Linked DNA regions of Rattus norvegicus: region 2 is linked to region 1. A link is a contact called in public Hi-C data. All regions are on one chromosome and are shown on one strand. Each heading gives the region's core, a stretch centred on a gene start, on an enhancer-like site or on the middle of the called end of the contact. The rest is flanking DNA. Distances are from core to core; before and after follow the strand shown.

Region 1 (3,065 bases), core at 419-2,918:
TCTCTCTCTCTCTCTCTCTCACACACACACACACACACACACACACACACAGGGGAGGGGAGGGTGGGGGAAGAACGTCAATATAAGGTTAAGGCTCATACTAGTCCAGAATAACCTCTAAATTACAAGTGGAAAACAAGAGACATTTGCAGGTGAACACTAGCTTTGCCATTAGTGTAACACAGTTTTTGCAATGCTAGAGACTAAACCTGGGGCCTTACACATACTAGGCAATTGTTCTACCGTTGGGCCACACCCCTGCCCCCAAGGCCTCTCCTTTTTCTGTTAACTCCCTCTTTATGCTGCAGCTGGGATCCAGGCTTGTCTCAGAACAAGGCAGGCATGGAATCTGTCATGATTTGTCACGAGTTAAACCATGTCACGTTGAGTTAAAGCAACCTCAAAAGCCAACCAAGGTCCCCTTTGGACTGGTGGGCTCACAACAGAAGACCTCTATTCAGTGAGCACAAGCAGGATGCCTGAGGACTGCTGCCTACTTACACTATTTGAAGTCCTCCGACTCAGGGAAATTCTACAAGGCAGAGACCTTCCCTGTGCCAGGTTCTATTTTTATCAAGCTCGGCCTAGGTTTGGTGACCTGGAGAGATAAGAGGTACATGCTATCCAGGAATGGATTGAGCAAAAGATACTGCTTATGTGAAGCTTGGGTGTTAGGATTAAGAAGGTGCCTGAGGGGCTGGAGAGATGGCTCAGCGGTTAAGAGCACCCAACTGCTCTTCCAGAGGTCATGAGTTCAATTCCCAGCAACCACATGGTGGCTCACAACCATCTGTAAAGAGATCTGATGCCCTCTTCTGGTGTATCTGAAGACAGCTACAGTGTACTTATATATAATAAATAAATCTTTAAAAAAAAAAAAAAAAAAAAAAGGTGCCTGAGGTCCTGAGTGAATTGTGTAAGACCGCAGTAAGTCGAGGAACAGTTTCCCTGAAGTCACCCAGACTGATTCTTGGTGACTACATGATCCAGGTCAGTTTTGCAGACCTGCAGGTCACACATTTAAGGAGCACCTTCTCCTGGAGGATGAATACATTCATCCTACCTCAAATGCTCCCTAACCTATTTTCTCGGACTAAGAAATGAAGTACCAGAGAACAGAGAACAAAGCCAGCAGAGGCCCTCCTGGGTGCCTCCTGCTCTGTTATTTGTGTGTTAAGTGTCTTGTCTGCCAGCAGAGGATGTTGGCAACTGGAGTTAGAGCTGGTTGTGAGCTGCCACACTCAGACCCACTGGGCAATCCACCACCCCACCCGTTTTAAATCGTACCTAAATACACGTGTTTGACCTCCTTTGGTCCATGATCAGCCCGCCTAGATAGGCCCCGCCTAGCTGGTATTTGGCTATTCTGTGGGTTGACTTGAGGAGCCAAAATCCAGTCTGGTTCAGACCTGCTCCAGTGGCACATCTTGGAGACATGTATTACACAACCACTGTGTACTCCCACTCCCTGGCCCGTAACTAGGCGATTACCGACCTCAGACTGGTGGAAAGACTGGAGACAGTGAATCTGAGAGGACCTCAAAAGGTGAGCTGCGAGGGAGAGCCACGCCCAGCTTCGCCCAGGCCGCGCCCACACCACCACCCTCCTACTTCGCTGAAAGGGCGGCACCCGACTCCAGCCTCGCCCCCAACGTCACAACCAAGGCCAAGGGGCGGGCTTGACACTCTGCGGAAGAGCGAGGATAGACCCAGGCCCAAGCGGAGCTCTCTGGGATAGCTGGCGACTAGCAGGTAGCACCGCCGCCCTTGGGGACGGTCGGTGGGAGAGGGGTTTTGGTTGCAAGAGGTTCAGCTGATGGGAGCAGTGCTGTTGATACGAGGATGATCAGCAAGCGGTGCTGAAGGTGTCACGGGGAGGGGAGGCTGTAGATACTGTGGTCACTGAGCTGTCTCATGGCTGAAGGGGATCATAGATCCCGGGACTTGCTAAGCTCTCAAGGTCCCTATTTCCAGGTTGGAGGGGGCCCTGGAGTTGCTGGGTGCGGGGTGGAGAGTGGCACAGCTGAGATGATATGGTCTCTAGTTTGACACCTCGTCCCGCGCTCGGTCAGGATGGGCAGCAGCTCGCTGTCGGAGGACTATCGCCTGTGCCTGGAGCGTGAGCTGCGGCGCGGCCGCGCGGGCGTCTGTGGCGATCCCTCGCTGCGCGCGGTGCTCTGGCAGATTCTGGTGGAGGACTTCGACCTGCACGGGGCGCTTCAGGACGATGCGCTGGCACTGTTCACTGATGGCCTGTGGGGCCGTGCTGACCTGGCGCCAGCCCTCCGCGATCTGGCCCGCGCCTTCGAACTCCTAGAGCTGGCCGCTGTGCACCTGTACCTGCTGCCCTGGAGAAAGGAGTTCACCACCATCAAGGTACGGTGTTAGTGATGCTCCTTCACTCCCTTCCTGGTCCGACTGCTGGGGGCTGCAGGCCCTCTTCAGGGGAGGGTTCTGCGCTGAGGGGTCGTGGGCGTTGGGATTGCATGCCTATCAGTCATTGACCTAGAACTTACATGGCTGTCCTCAGAGTAGTCTCACTGCCCTAGTTGCCATGGAAATTCTAGGGTAGCTGTGGGTGGGTGAGGGAGGTATTTGATGTCCTATGGTCATCTTAACTCCTCTAGGATGTGGACTGGTCCCTTCTGTAAAAGGAGGCTGCTAAGACTGGGAAGAGAACGGCAGGGGTCTTGTTCCTGCCTAGGTCCAGGTTAGGTGGCCAGGTCCAGGGCTGGCTTAGTCCTGAGGTCAGATGGCAGACCACCTAGAGGGGGCAGGGCCGCTCTGAGCTAATTTTGAGTGGGAAGGCAATGACGTCAGTAAGCACGTGGGCGAGGTAAACCTCCACTGGTTGTCATGGCAGCGTCTCCCCCTCCACACCCCATCAGCCTGCTGCTCCACAGGGACACCCGAGATCCCAGGACTTTCATTCATCCTGTGACGCTAGAGGCCCAGAGGACAGAGGCGGCGGCTTGGCCTTGACATTGTAGAGTTCAGAAAGTGTTGGGGTGGAACTGGCAAGGATAGAGCCTCCTAGCTGGGTAGTTTTTGGGGAAAGCCCCTTT
Region 2 (3,314 bases), core at 801-3,300, 140 kb before region 1:
AAGAGCCAGGGACGGCAAAATCGAGGACAGCTGTGAAATCTGTAGACCAATGGTCTCGGATACCTAAGGTCTGAGAGCTAATACCACCGGCTGTCAGGGGAGGAATCCCAATACCAAGGAAGACTTGTGCAAGGGTGAATGATGTGATGTCTGGGCTCTGCTTTGAAACCACCTCTTCTTAGGGAACAGGCAGTACAATTATACTAATGGGCACATATGGGTTTTTTTGTATTTCCCTATTTTTTTTAAGATTTATTTATTTATTTTATGTATGCTAGTACACTGTCTGCTGTCTTCAGACAATACCAGAAGAGGACATCAGATCCCAATACGGATGGTTGTGAGCCACCCTGTGGTTGCTGGGAATTGAACTCAGGACCTCTGGAAGAGCAGTCAGTGCTCTTAACCACTGAGCCATCTCTCCAGCCCCATATTTCCTTTGTGTGTGTGTGTGTGTGTGTGTGTGTGTGTGTGTGTGTGTGTGTGTGTGTGTGTGTGTGTTTGAAAACTAAACCTAGCTGGAAGGTGGTGGCACACTCCTTCGATCCCAGCACTCAGGAGGCAGAAGCAGGTGAATCTCTGAGTTTGAGACGAAGCATCTCAAAGCAGTCTACAGAGTGGGTTCAAGGACAGTCAGGGCTACATAGAGAAAGCCTATCTCGAAAAAGAAATAATGACAAGCAAAACCTAATAAATCAGTTACAATGAAGGGATAAGAAATAGTAGGAATGGGGGTGACTTTCAGGCTGAAAGTCAGAGGAGGTAGGAGAGTTCTGACTGTACCAGGGAGCGACTTATTTCAACACTGCCAATCTCTGACCCAAACTTCCAAAGCGTCTGTGACATTTCCCACACTCTTCTTTATCTTGGCTAGGAACTTTTAAACCTGCTGATAAAAAGCAGGGGACAACTGGGGTTGTGCTGTCTAGGGCGGTGCCATAGAGACATGGTCTCCTATCTGCGACTTGAGGACACCTCACTGCATCAGACACATTACAAGTTTTAACTCACTCGAAAATGATCACTGACACCTTACCATATGTGCACGCTGGAGATACAAAACGAGCAAAACATTTTACCTGCCCACACGTGAAGTCTAGATCATAATTCCCACACATATGAAACTGCAGACCCAGATCAGTCAGATGTAAGGAAAAAAGCGGGCCTCAGGAGGACTACACGTCTTTCTGCTGCCAGGAATGCGCTAGGTACAAAGAGCTGGGACCCACTGAGGTATAACTAGCTGGGACACACAGAAATAATTGTGACGAATAAGCCCGAAATGTTTGCAAACGAGCTAGAATAGAGAGACCTCCCCTCGGGTAGCAGATAGGAAACCATGACTACCCTACTATAGCACTGCCCTAGATACCACGACCCTATTCAGTGAAGCCCAGACCCAACTGAACCCCACCTCCCACTCACCGCCCATAGTGGCCCTCCCCTTAGCTGTCTCCGATGTCACGCCACGCCCACACTGACGTCACGGTCCTGTATTGCCCCTACGTCACATCGGGTCGCTAGACCCTGCCCTGAGACACGCCCTATACTGCAGCAAAGTCCTGTCACTCAGCCCCTTGACAGCAACCCCCAGCTAGATCTAGGATGGGGAACGCCGCCCCTCGACAGCTCCGGGACTTGCAATTCAGCACGGCCTCATCACCCCACCCACCCAGCCGAAGGCCCGCCTCCCCCGATGCGGCGCAATTCTTCTCTCCGCCCACCGACTGCAGTCCAGACCCAACTTTATGCCCCTTCGCATGACGTCATGCCCCCTACCATCCCCCTCTGGTTGCCCAGCTCCTCACCAGCTCGAACCGGTTGTTGACACGGACTCCTTCCTTCCCTGCACCCCCGGGGCGCCGGCCACCCAGCCCCGTTTTTGGTCCCTCTTCCTCTGCGTCATCGTCATCAAGGAGGACAAACTGCAGGGCGTCGGGCCCTAGGGGTTCCTGGCCGCGCTGTTCCCCCCTCAGTCTCCGGAGGGCCCGGCGCGACATAGGACCCGACAACCAGATGTAGGCAGAGGGACGAGGAAGAGCAGCAGAGTGGCGGCGCCTGCGCACTTGCGGCGCGCTGGCGCAAGGCTGGCGTGTCGCGTTTGCGCGCCGCGGCTCTCCGGAACTTCCTCCCGATCCCCGGAGGAGTCGTGGAAGGTGCGAGGGTGGCCCAGGGAGTTCTCGCGAGAGTCGAGCCCTGGCGGCGGCTGGAGTGCGGCACTTCAGCTTTCGAGGTGTATGGGTTGCGTTAAGCTGGCTGTGCGGCGGATGGCAACGCGCAGGCTCAGAACGCTGCACGCCACGGACGAGAATCCCCGGGCGAGCGAGCGGGCGGGCGAGCGAGCGGGCGAGCGGGCGGGCAGGAGGGCGGGGCAGGTCAAGAGGCAGTGAGAGCAAGTGCGCTCGCCGCAAGGCACGTGCGCAAAGATTTCTGCTGTGATAGGAGCGAGGGACCCAGTCGCCAGCCCATCTCTGTGTAGCCTACCCATTCGACCTGCCCGATGATCCCCACCTCCACGATGCTACTAGACTGCAAAGGGACAGTTTTCGCCTTAATAGAAACAGTCTAACATCTTCAAGACTGAATATCTGTTCTCCTAGGTGTTCCGGGTTGCTTTTTTATTGTCGCGAACGCAACAGGGACTACCATGTTAATATTGGGTGATCAGGAGCTATCTAGGTGTGGATCCATGGTCTGAAGTCGAGGCGGCAGTCCTTCCTACGTGTATTCTAATTAAGGAAGATTTTCACAATGAGGAAACAGGGACACTCTGCACAGATCCTTTCTTTTTCCATGTTCTTTTTGTTTGGTTGGTTTTGGTTTTCGAGACAGGGTTTCTCTGTGTAGTCCTGGCTGTCCTGGCACTCGCCTTGTTGTAGACCAGGCTGGCCTCTGCCTCTCAAGTGATAGACTAAAGGTGTGTGCGACCACACCCTTTTTTAAAAAAATAAAACAACACCCCCCCAAAAAAAATTTTGCTGTGTAACCCTGCTGCCCTTGAAGCTTGCACAAATCCTCTGTTTCTGAAGGGCTGGAGTTACAGAGCTATTCCAAGTCCAGGCCCCATTTTTTTTTTTTTTTTTTTTTTTTTTTTTTTAGTGTTTTGGAAAACTTTCCTAGACAAGCCAGGATTGAGTACCTCCAAAGTAAAATGGTGCTGGGTTGAACCTTTTCCCAATTTGAGAGCAGGAGAGGGCTGTGTGGGTGTGGAGAGAGGAGCTAGGTCAGTCACCACTCTAAATTCCAACTTCATTTTGGGAGACAGATGTCCTTTTACAGGTGAAGACTGAAGGAGTTTTAAGTACCCCAGAGAG

What was found. A called contact is a pair of places that touch in the nucleus more often than the background predicts.
Region 2: a contact with region 1 is called in a Hi-C map of prefrontal cortex, with 2.3 times the contacts expected there. The contact joins the promoter of Tcf25 here to the promoter of Spata2L in region 1. A contact is called at or near these places in 12 of 12 Hi-C or Micro-C datasets (the A7r5 cell line, the Rat2 cell line, Schwann cells and 7 more) and 1 of 1 datasets of contacts at active chromatin or transcription factors (oligodendrocytes).

What each region holds. Positions count from the first base shown.
Region 1 is chr19:68,180,672-68,183,736 of GRCr8, reverse strand. Spata2L (spermatogenesis associated 2-like) reads left to right here and starts at 1,668. Exons shown (of 2, transcript NM_001109133.1): 1 at 1,668-2,376. The coding sequence starts at 2,074. It also overlaps a transcript of Cdk10 not described here.
Region 2 is chr19:68,322,838-68,326,151 of GRCr8, reverse strand. It overlaps Tcf25 (transcription factor 25), which reads right to left and starts at 2,050. Exons shown (of 18, transcript NM_001400950.1): 1 at 1,809-2,050. The coding sequence starts at 2,000.